Regions from separate parts of the Anas platyrhynchos genome. Here region 2 is linked to region 1. A link is a contact called in public Hi-C data. All regions are on one chromosome and are shown on one strand. The core of a region is the stretch at or near the end of the contact, and the rest is flanking DNA. Distances in the headings are between cores, read along the strand shown. Region 1 overlaps MATN1 (matrilin 1). Region 2 has its middle 23 kb from the start of LAPTM5.

Region 1 (6,157 bases), core at 1,354-3,853:
TTCTCCCTCATTACATGTTTCTGCTTTGTTTATTGTTTTATTGTTTCTTATTTTTCTTTTACAGGCCTTAAGGCTGATACAGCCAAACCACGCTTGGCCCTGCAACTCCTGTTATTCTCCATGTGGCTCTCTGCTGGTTGTCTTTGCCTCATTGTGAGTGCCACTGATGGTGGTTGAATTTGACTAATAACAGCATAGATCCTCAGCTTTCCCCTGAAGTTTCCTTTTTATTTGTGTGAGATGCTGCACCAATATGTATCCCATAACAAATGTATGAAACCCCATTCTGTCCAGCAAAGAGACATCCTGCAGACTTAGATCAAAGACACAGAGGAGCTGTGGGAGCACAAAACAGCTGCTGGCAAACCAAGGTTCATCTGAAACCCCAGCCAGAGCTGCTCCATGTTCTGTATGAGTGTGCATGGACAGCCAAGCACCATCTGGGAAAAGTTGCTCTATAGTATCCTGTTTCTATCCTAGGTAAGAGACACCTGGTAATGACTGATGCCTGGACTGATACTAGATGCAGCATTTGCTTGAAGGGAGAAACAAACCACTAAGAATTCAGTAGACCTACCTAAATCTTTGGCTTTCTTGGCAGCATCGGTGATATAGTCTTGTGACCGTCCATCGGTGAACACTATGCCCACCTTCGGGACCCCAGGCCTCGCGCCATTGGCAATGGAAAAGGAACTGTCAATGAGGTACTTCAGAGCCTGGCCTGTCATTGTTCCTTTCTCCATGTAGTCCATTTTCTTGACCGCTGCTTTGATGTCCTTCTTGTTCTTGAACTGTCCCAGAGGAAACTCCTGCCTGACAGAACTGGAGTATTGAACCAGGCCAACTTGGGCCTGTTTTTCTGACACCTCCAGCGACTCCACGATCTGGTTGATGAATTTCTTCACCAGCTCAAAGTTCTCAGGCCGTACACTCTTGGATCCATCGATCAGGAAAACAAGATCCAGGGCAGATCCTGACCCACCACTGCAAGCTGAAGCAAAATATGAGAGGAGGGAGAAAGGAGACAGCAACTGGGACTGCCTAATTATGTAGGAAAATATAAACCTAGTATCATTTTATTGCTCATGACATATGTTTGATCAATCAAAAATCACCAACAATTCACATTTGTGGTTTCCTTCCCTGATTTTTCTGAGCAGAACATGTGTGCCATGTCTCAATCTTATCCCTACCCCACGACCACAGATCACAGCTCAGCTCAGTGCAAATGAAAGTCATTACGTACCGCTGCAGGTCTTCCCATCATTGTTCAGTGTGAAACCCTCTTTACAAGCACACTTGTATGATCCTGGGGTGCTAATACAGATCTGCTCACAGTCGTGGTCTCCAGTGGCACACAGGTCTGACACCACTGCAAGAAAAGATGCAGATTAAAAACAGGGACCTTGCCAAGGCTTCTCAACCCAGAGCCAACACAGCCCATGAAGAAGGTATGATATTTATCCTATACGCTGAGTGATAACTAAACCCACCCTGCAGCAATACAAAGCAGCAGGAAGCCATTACTCTTGGATAATAATTGAGATATAAGAAGCAAGGAGAAATAGTGACAAGTCTCCTGACTCCAAGACACAGCCAGGACTAGAAATAGTCTCCACAACAAGGGCAAAAACCATCTGTCTGTTGGGCATATCATAATCTACTTCACTCTCCAAAGCTACGGGATGAGATTTGGTTTCCAAACTACCATCTGGGCTGGCCAGTACCCATTTTCCCAGCTACATAGTACAGTTATGATTAGTGAGTTCAGTGCCAGGTACAGCTGTCATTCCCGGATGGGCTTCATGTCCAAACATACTTGGAATTCACTTCAGAGCTACCTTCACACGTACAACTTTCAGACTCACTCTTTACAAATATTTCTGCCTGCTGATCTTAACCTGGAGCTGACTCCTATAAGATGCTGAGCAAACAGAAGCTGAGCTGCAGCAGTTTGAGCCAGCAGCACTCAGTGACTGACAGCACTGTCATGGCTACAGCAATGATGATGGAAAACAAATCTGAAGCTAAACAAATCTGGTTGTAGCAAATTTATTCACAAAGAGCATGGAAATCTGTGCAGAAAATGGAGCATTTTTGGTTTTATTGTAATAATAGGAGGTGGTGGGAAGTCTTTCAAAATCAAGGGGATTCTGCTCATTATTTCTATTTGTTTGTGTTCTGCTCTACATGTATTTTGTACTTTTGGCCTTCCCAGTTCATGCACCTGCATATTGTGCCATATAACGGTAGCTGATGTAATTAGGAATATTATTAGCTATGCAGTTGGCTATAACACTGGGCTCTCAGGTTGAGTTCCTTCAAGGCTACAGAGATCTTATCAGTCTAACTAGTAGCTGGATCATTAAAGGTCTCACTTTTTCTCATGTGTTTGTTGAGCATTATGGGGTAGCAGCTTGGCCAGTGCTGCACAGCTCCTCCTGCTTCCACTGCACACTGCTTCCACAAGCTGTGCTGTGCAATAGCAGGTGGTGTTTGGGTACATCTCCAAGGACAGTTTTGTGCAGCTGCTTGCATAGCATGATAACAACCCACTTGGCAGTTAATATGGTGCTGCTGTCTGTTAGTTGTAATAATCCTTAGCACAGTGCTTCCCTTGGATGCATCTCTGAGGGTTTTTACCATGGGGAGAACTTTGTCAGCTGCATGTTACAAATCTGAAAAGCGAGGCCCAGAAAGGATTTTTTTCTTCCTCTTTTTGAATGACACCAATGCCAGAACTTCAAAACAGATTTTCAGGCCTCCCTGTCTCTGGCTGACTCCTGACTCCAGGGCAGCCAACACAAACTCCCACGAATATTCATGGCCTGGATGCCACCTTCTTGAATATTGTCTCTGCTCCCCTTAGTATGTAGTATTTGTTCCCTTCTTTCATGAGCTTCTGCTGTGGTGACACCTCATTATAATACATGACTCACTTTATATTCAAAGTTTTCCTCCTTCCTACAGAGGACGAAGTTTTCCTCGACAAAAAGCTGCTCCCCCCATCATTTGTAGGCTGAAAGTTGAATCATGAAATTTTACACCTCTTGAAGAAATCAGTCTCAGAGAGTTTTACAGGTCCATCTGTGTGTACGTGTTTGCAATACTTTGCCGTAGGCACTGTGGTGTATTGCACCTTTCAAAAAAGTGTTGCCACACGTCTGTGCTTTGGCAGGATGGGCGTGTGAAGCCCCCAGGCCGCTCTTGCTGACACAAAACGGGTATTTATAGACCACCTCCTACAGCTTCTGGGTACGTTTGAAAGCAATAAAGCTCTCTCATTCCATTCACTGGTTCGTGTAGGCGTGAATATGTGTTTGTAGGATAGTCAGGCTCTTTTTATACACTATGCAGATAGGTGTTAGGTACTGTACCAACCAGGAGAGTTTCCTGTTGCACAGGGCTTGCAGAAATAACAGCACAGTCAGGCAAAGGTGGCTCAGCCTCCAGCAAGCAAGTGAAACCAGCCCTTGTTTAACAGGGAATTCAGAAGATGCTGGCAGGGGAAATTACCAGCCAGATCGTCAGCACTGCCCAGATAGGCTTAAACATAAGGGCAACGATTTTAGCTATTTAAAGCTCCTGTTTTTGAGGCTCTTTTTCTCTGCCTCAAGTAGTAGATGGGTCCTGTGTACAAACTCTTGGGTGCAAATGAAGTCTGGAGACTTCTGTAAACAAAACCTGAAATTCCCTAAACAAAACCTCAGACTCTTGAAAAGCAACTTCAGAGAGCACCTCTCTGCTATACTGATTTGTTCTGCAGACCCGAGTCCTTGGAAAAAGGAAACAGATGGGTGAAGGATGATCACATGTGACATTTCTGTGAAAAGCTTGCTGGCAGCCACTTGCACTTTTGGCTAGGAACCCAGGGGTTGTGGCAAGGACTTACCACAGAAAGCTTCTTGAAACTTGTGGGTCAGCTTCTCTATAACACTGTAGCTCTCCACGTAGTCCACGTGGTCATCCAGGGGCTCGCTAGCAATTTGCCGCAGGGTGTGCATGTCCACCCGGCCAACCCCGATGGCAAAGATCTCGATGCCAGCTGCTCTGGCCCTTGCTGACACATCCTGCACTCCATCCTGGGGACGTCCGTCGGTCACAACAATCGCCACCTGCACAGAGAGGGGCAGAGAGCAGGGGTGTGTGTGAAACGGGCTCAGTATCACTACTGCGCGTGGAACAGCCTGGAGTAGTAAAGAAGGGTTCACATTTCTAAAATTAAAGAAAAAAGGAAATGGCACCTCCTCCCCCTCTTCCTGTTCTTCCTGAGATCACACAAGCCATTCTTTTCATGTGCAGTTTGTTTCTTCCTGAGCTGGAAAGGTTAAACTGCCATGGACCTGACTGTTTTAATTAAGGGACATATGGTGCATCTCGGCCTTAAGGAAACCAAAGTAAAGGTTACATTCTTCATAAGCAAACTAATGCTCAAGCCAAACTATTTTCATGAACCCCCAGCTGACACTAAGGGCACCTCTGGGATTTTTGTAGCATCTTTGTCCATCTAAGAATCTCAGGAGTATGGTAAACTAAGGAGGTTAAGGCTTTTCCCCATTTTATAGATGGAGAAATTGAAGCAGAAAGAGAGGAAGTGATCTGTGTAAGGTCACACCATGTGTCGGTGCCAGGCATGATTTCTGATTTCCCATTCCACCACAAAGAGCAGTGGTGAAATCCTACCCCTACTAACATCAGCATTAAAATGACAGCTGATGTAAGTGAGAACTGGATGTCACCACGGATGGTGACACCCTAAACCAGTGCAAAGCCTCCAAGAGCCCTGCTCCTGTTGCTAGATTGCCTGTTTTCCTTTTTATTCTTCTTATGATAAGTGACATTGTCACAAAACCTTCAGTTCCATTCTTTGGCAATTCATCTGCTCCTGCCACTTTTCCTTACAATTGTTTTATTGTGACACCGCTGTCAAGTCCCAAGCAACTAATTGGGATGTAATGCAGTATGGAGAAACATAATGAGCAGTAAAAAAAAAAAAAAAAAAGAGAGAGAGAGAGGGAGAGAGAAAGAGAAACAGAGAGGAGTCTGTCTAGCAGCACCAATGGCTTTGAGTGAGCCATCGTCAGGTCACCAAGGTGGTATTTGCTGTTGTCCTCTAGGCCATATATGGTCTCCATCTTTCTGAAGATGAAATCAGGAGACCCACTGGCTGCTCAGCTGGGACAGCACGGCGACGGCTGTTTTGCGCCCTTGGGAGGGAGAAGAGTCAGCTTGGTAAGGTCAGGAGTGGGGTTCCTGTTCCCACGGGGCCCTGGCCATGCTGCTGAAGTGGTTCCTTCCCCTCTGCCCATCTGCAGAGTGATGACTAAGTGCTGCACTCATCTGCCCCAGTGCATTTGCAATGATAAAATAACCTGCTGCCCTGTCCAGAACTTTCCTTCTGTACAAAAGATGGGAGAAGCTGGGAAAATGCAGAACTTTCAGTCTGGTGAAGGGCTGCAAGCTCAGGTTTATCTGCTCTTCATAAGGGCCACAGGATTAAAAGATTATGGACATGAGGATTCAGCAACTAGATGCTTCTAAGAGAGTAAGTAAAATACATGGAACTATTTCTCTTTTGCTCATGACCGAAATAAGAAAAGAGTCACCTGTGGCAGCTGTCAGTGCTTGTTCAGGGGAATGAACGTGGCAAACAGACTGACCAAGAGGAGCACCGGGCTGTTTCAGGAGCAGCAGCCATGCAGTCGTGCTTTCTGCCAGGAGAGAGAGCCCTTGGCTCAGCAGCGGGCTGAGCAGCTCTGAGATGGAGCTGCCAGTCAGAGCTTAGCAAAAGCCTGTCAGAAACAAGATGTACCACCAAGTCACATCTGCGAGGAGCTCTGCCCTGTGAACAGGTCTCGGTCAGCAGCTGCGTATTTTTCTTGCAGTGTTTGTCACAGGACAGAGGTGTTCCGTGTCTTCCTGGCATTTCCCTGTCTAAGCAAAGTGATTCTCCAAGTTTAATCAGTCCCTGAGTTTCTTCACATCAGGGTGGCATCTCCACATAGGCCAGAGGCCCAGGCACAACCCAGGAGATGTCTGGTAGCAGCATCCACATCTGGATCTGATGGGAAAGATTTTCGCAATGGATCTGTGTGAAAATCTACTACAGTGCAGTCAATATTCATGCTGCTTTCTGACCTGATGTTGGAATTTGGAG
Region 2 (6,157 bases), core at 2,457-4,956, 68 kb after region 1:
CGGCAGGATCCCAGGCAGCTGTTTGTGCATCCCATAATGCCATCACACAGAGTGATCTATGCGTGGGGTGACGGCAGGTCAGGAGGGAAACTCGCCACCTGGGGACACATCACACCCACCCTGTCCCTGCCTCTGAATTGCCCCCTTGCAGAAGTGCTATTTTGGTGCTATTTTCACCCACACCATGGAACAAAACAGGACTCTTCAACAAGCCATCACTTGCACCATCAGAGCCAGCAAGTGCCTCCTAATTCCCAAAGGAGGCCACATCCTGAGCTTTCATTTATGAAATAACTAAATACTTTTTTTTTTCCTGAGTCAGATGACAAAAGATAATTTATTTATACTTTTAAATAAGTTAATTGAAAGGTTAAACAAGTCAGGCTTTTTAGATTATTATCACATCCAAAATTACCCATCTCAGATTGGAACAGAATGAAGCATACTATTCATCTCAAAACAAATGATTTTGTCTATTTCATGTTTTTGTTTACTTGGAAATTGGTACTTAATTTAAGAGACAAAAACAAGTTTTCATTTAAAAAATGTTGCCCAACTTCTCCTAGAAGCAGAGTGCTCTGATTGTTTTCATTGTGAACTGTGGGCACTGAGCAGTTTTTAAACATCTGGTTCTTAAACTCTAGGATACTGACTCTTTTTTTTTTTTTTTTTTAATAAAAAATAAAACAAAACACAACCTTTTGTTCTCATACATCCTTTCATCCTTTGCAGCAGAATCCAGGTGAGTCACAACCTGAAGGTCTGACTTTGACATTTTTTAAAATTAACTATTTTGATTTACGGCAGCATAAAAGAGAATAGATTTTTCACCTTAAGCCTCCAATTCTCTTTTTGTGTGAAACGAGCTGAAAGAAGCGGCATTAGAGACTAGTGCTTTTAAATAAGTCACTTCATATATATTCATGCAATTTGCGCTCTGAGAAGCTGCTATGTCTGGATATAGATTTCATGACTATTCAGTAGATTCTAATCACTTAAACGTTCACATCCCTCCATGTGGATATGTGTTTGTTTTAAAAGTAAATGAACCAGTATTAAAAATATCCAAGGAAGCTATCACTCTCTGGATTAGGGACTCTGTGCCATCATCAGGGGCAGTACATAGCACAAAAGGGCTTTTGTCTTCTCAGAAACCCAAACTGCATCAGCTCTATAAATAGCACCTCAATAATGCTGCCTGTGTCCAGGCCTCTGAGCTGTGTTTATTGCCGCAATGGCTGACTACAGAGTTCAGAAAACCTATTCTTGAACAAAGGCTTTGTGGGTTGGTTTCAAAAATATCCCCCCCTACAAATCCCACACTCCCAAATCTGTCCATTGCTAGAAGGAAAACGAGGCTAAAAATCTCCATGAGCTGCCAAATGGGTCTTGAAGAGCCAAAAACCTAAGATCTTGATTTTCAGGTAGGTGAAGTGAAAGCCCAAGCTATCACTTGGCACAAGTGCAAGCTCACGTGCTCCATCTTCTCTTTCTCACAGCCATCCAGGTGATACTACCAGCCACAGATCCCCACTGCCCTCAGCACGCTGCTGTGCCCAGCGTATTTCAGCACAGGATCCCGTGTTCATGACAGAGGATGCGCCAGAGGTGTAAAGGCCAGCTGGCCATGGGGAAACCCACCCTCTAGAGACAGCACAGACACAACCATTGACAGTGCCACTGGTCCCAGCTCACAGTTGCCAACCTTGATCCTTGGAGACAGTCACAAACACAGTCCCTGCAGCATTTGGGTTCAGGTATCAAACCATGCCCATTCGGTCCTCCAGGCTCCAGGGGCTGGATCTGTGCTGGGGTTGACTGAGATGCTCACGTACAGCTGGCCAGTGGCAACGCCTCCATGTCATGCCCAAGGGAATCACAGTTAGCTTCTGACTGCTGCTCCAGAAAGGCTCTGTCTCCTACAGGTCCTGAACCATAATCAGCCAGTCCCTTGTAGGCACCTTGGATGTTCTAGAGCACCTGAATTTGTAGTAGATATTTAAAAGCAACAGAATCAAGCTCTGGACATTCAACAACTACAGAAAGATCTTAGATTCCTCAATTATGTGTAGATGCCTCTATTCAAGTGTCTTAATCCAGAGCTGAATCTTGATATGGCATGTGTTAGATGTATTAATCTGAGCTGATCATTGTCATCTCAGTGGAGAGGAATAGATACCTCCTGGCAATTGACTGCATCTATGACAATGTCTGATTTAGGAAGAGACAAATCGAATTTCAAGGGCTGTCTGCCTGCTTCTCAGCATCCAGAGGATGGATTCTCTCCCAGTTTCCTTTGGTGACTACTAATCATTCACTGACTCTGAATCTGACACATGTAGAGATGAAAGCTATCTCTCATCCTACATCTTCAAACCAGCTATGTCCTCTGTTTGACTACCAAACCACAGACTGAAGAGCACAGTGCTTGGAGACAAGACTTTTCCAGGAAAAATGCCTTTTAATGATGCATGCTTTCTGGAGTACAGATTATTTAACAAAGCAGGGAACATTAAATCGAGGAACAGGTGGGTGCTCTGATGGCCATCATTATCACGTGGAGGTTTTCTGGGCCATGGTTGTACATTCAAAGCTCTGTTGTCAGCAGCTGGGTGGAAAGAGTAGGATTCAGGTCTGTACCTCACAGTCATTAAACTTTTGGCCTGGCAAGAAGGTTTTGGTGTAAGAGAACATCTTTCTTACTGTGTGTCACAGTTCTATATTCCCCAAATGTCTTTCTGTATGTGTCAATATTTACTTAATGATGTTTTCCTGTGGTTGAGGAAGGTGGAGGGAAGAGTGGAAAAGCACCACACCCAAAACACACTAGAGTAGAGGTCCTGCTCTAGGGACAACTGGGAGGGACTGGGAGGTTTGAGGAAATACGGGGGGGGGGGGGGGGGGGGGGGGGGGGGGGCACTGGGAGGTTACTAGGGGACTCTAGGCAGTACTGGGGGGCACTGGGAGGAAACTAGGGTGATCTAGGAAGTACTGGGGGCATTGGGATGGTGCTTGAGGGGGTTCTGTACAGTGCTGTGGGCCACTTGAAAAGCACTGGGGAGCTCTAGGCTTTACCCGAGGGTACTGTGAAGGTACTGGGGGCCTCCAGGCACTTCTGGAGAGCTTTGGGCCATGGCCCATGAGTGCCCCCAGTGCTGTCTAGAGACATTTAAAGGACCCTCAGTGCCCTCTGGTGCTATTCCAGCCATTTAAAACACTGCCAGGGTGCCCCAGAGATGTCCAGAGCCATGTAAACCACTGTGAGCCCACCCCCCACACCCAGGGCTGTACAGAGCAATTTAAGGACTCCCAGTAACCCCCACTGCTGTCCAGAGCCCTGTAAAGCACAGCCAATGCCCCCAGTGCTATCCAGAGATATTTTAAATGCTCCCAGGGCACCCACCCTTGCCCAGAGCCATTTAAGACTCCCAGGCCCTGCGCAGTGCTGTTCAGAGCTATTTAAAACACCCCAAGTCTCATCTCCCAGTGCTGTCTAGAGCCATTACTGGGGGGCAGTGCCCCCCACTGCTGCCCAGAGCCATTGCAGATCCCCTCGAGGCATTCCTGATCCGCTTCAAACACTGCCAAGTGCCCCCAGTGTGCTCCAGAGCCACCTGAAACACTCCCAGTGCTCCCCAGTGCTCCCCAGTGCTGCCCAGAGCTACTGCAAGGGCTTCAAGGGCTCCCCCCGCCAGTGCTTTCTGGAGCCGTTTAAAGGCTCCCAGCGCCCTCTAGTGCTGTCCAGAGCCATTTAAAAGATTGCCAGCCCCCCCACTGCTGTCCGGAGACATTGACAAAAATGTCAGTAAACCCTACTGCTGTCCAGAGCCATTTAAAACAAAGCCTGAGCCCCCCTCCCAATGCCGTTCAGAGCCATTGAAACACCCCCAGCACCACCCCACGCTGTCCAGAGCCATTTAAAAGATACCCAGGGTCCCCCCACTGCTGTCCAGGGGCGTTTAAAAGACTCCCAGTGCTCGCCTGTGCTGGCTAAAGACACTTCAGACACTGCCAGTGCTCCCCAGAGCTGTCTAGAGCCTTTATAAGACCCCAAAAGCTCCCTCCAGTGCTTTCTGGAGCATTTAAAAGGCTCTCAGAGCCCTCCCCTAGTGCTTTCTAAAACCATTAAAAACATTCCCACTGACCTCCAGTGCTCTCTACAGGTCCCCAGTACACTCCCAGTGCCTCAAGTGCTGTCTGAAGCCTGCTAGTATAATCCCAGTATCCAATCTAGAGCCCTCCATCAACATCCCAGTGCACCCCAGTGCTGTCTGGAGCCCCTCAATAACCTACCATTGATCACCAGTAATGCCTAGAGCACTGAAGTACCCACCCAGTGATCCCAGTACAAACCAGAGCCTCCCATCAGTTCCTTCCTAATGCCCCCCAGTGCTCTCTGGAGCACCTAGGAGCCACCCAGTGTCCTACAGTACAGCCTGGAGTCCCCCCTCTTTGTTCAATGTGAGGCAGTTGGCCCTCAAACTGGGGGTTTGGTCCAAAAAAGGAGGCTGATAACACGAAAAGAGGTTCCGGGTTCTTTAGATGGGGCTTTGAGCCCTCAGAATGGGGTGCTGGACTGAAAAAAGGAGGCTTTGTTCCTTGAAATTCACCTTTGGGCTATCAAAATCAGGATTTGAGCATTCAAAACAGGGTTTGGACTGAAAAGATGGCTTTGGACCCTCAAAATGAGAATTTGGACTCAAAAAGGAGGCTTTGGGTCCTGAAATGAGGATTCACACCCAGTAATAAGCCTTTAATAGTGAGGGTTTAGACCATAGCAATGACGCTCTGGACCCACAAATTACATTTGAAACCCTAAAAACAAGGCTTTGGCCCTCAGAAGTACAATTTGGACCCTTAAAAAAGGGGTCTGAAAAGAGGGTTTGTGTCCTAAAAAATGAGGGTTTGGACCAGAAAAATAAGGATTTGGACCTTTAAAATGGGTGTTTGAACACTTTAAGGAGGGCTTAGACCATAAAAAAAAAAAAAAAAAAAAAGAAAGAGAGAGAGTCTGTAAGCCAAAATAGGTTGTGAACACTGAAAAAGAGGAGTTGGTCATCAAAAGTGAGGTTCTTGTAACTCTCAGATCAGGCTTTGGACCCTAAAATTATCCTTTGGACTTTAAACTGAGGCTATGGGCCCTATAACTGAGGGTATGGACCCTAAAAGAAAGCTTTGCATGCTGAAGACAAAGCCTGGAGACCTCAAATGGACTCCTTGGCTTTGACCAGGAGCTGCTGCACGTTGAGGAGGCCCTGACACTATGTCTGTATCACAGAATGAAATAACTTCATTGCCAGCAGTGTTCAGAACTGTGCTAATCAAGAGTATCAGGTGCCAAAAGCTATGGGTGTTAACCCTGAAGGGAAGCCTTGAACCCTTAAAATAAAGCTTGTTACCCTTCAAATGAAGCTTTCAGACCTCAAAATGGGGCTTTGAACCCTGAAATAAGGCTTTGGGCCAATTAAATATGAGTTTAAGTCTTCTAACTGTGCATTTGATAAGGAGGCTTTGGACCCAAAAATGAGGTTTTAGGCACACTAAATGGCAGCTTGAGAACCCCAGAATGGAGGGTTTCACAGGAAAAGGAGGCTTTGGACCCTGAAATGAAGCTTTCAACCCTGAAACTGAGCTGGTCAAGAGAAGATAGTGTTCAGAATTTAGGATTAAAAACTAACAGATGGTCAAATCTCCAGACTCTAAGCGAAGTGTCAAAGGAGCTCAGGGAGCTGCTAGAACTAGAAAGACAGTATATCAGAAACTTCCTTGGATAATGGAAAATTAACAGTGGACAGAAGTGATGTGTACACACCACCTGCCAAGGGAAAATGCTGTAGGGAACAGCAGAGCAAAACTACAGGCCTGTAAAGCTTGACATTGCCAAAGGGGAAGCTTCTAGGGAACACAGATGAGGGACAGATGAGAAAAAAAATGGTAAATTTTGATTTAATTAAAGAGAACAGGTCTAGATTCATAAATGGGAGATCTTGTAGAGCAATCCAGGCGAAGCATTTTTGGCAGGGAGAGCCATGGAGATAGTTTAATGAAATTTGAGGAGGGCATTGCAGCGAAAGAAAACTTTCAAGGTCATTGTGTCATTGGAGCTAGGCATGAGAAAAAGAATTGATGAAGAACATTGGCCCAATATAGTGATTTG

The links. Hi-C and Micro-C count contacts between places; a contact is called where the count stands out from the background.
Region 2: a contact with region 1 is called in a Hi-C map of F1 follicle, with 2.8 times the contacts expected there. The contact joins two enhancer-like sites. A contact is called at or near these places in 5 of 8 Hi-C or Micro-C datasets (F1 follicle, liver, skeletal muscle and 1 more).

Annotation. Positions count from the first base shown.
Region 1 is chr24:5,307,773-5,313,929 of IASCAAS_PekinDuck_T2T, forward strand. It overlaps MATN1 (matrilin 1), which reads right to left. Exons shown (of 8, transcript XM_005015446.6): 3 at 3,893-4,115; 4 at 1,247-1,372; 5 at 578-991. Among named protein-coding and RNA genes, the nearest start is that of MATN1, 10 kb to the right of the region's middle. Within about 2 kb of position 2,604, at least 2 of the 8 cell types and tissues checked have an H3K27ac peak or open chromatin away from gene starts, as enhancers often do.
Region 2 is chr24:5,374,700-5,380,856 of IASCAAS_PekinDuck_T2T, forward strand. No RefSeq gene overlaps it. Among named protein-coding and RNA genes, the nearest start is that of LAPTM5, 23 kb to the left of the region's middle. Within about 2 kb of position 3,707, at least 2 of the 8 cell types and tissues checked have an H3K27ac peak or open chromatin away from gene starts, as enhancers often do.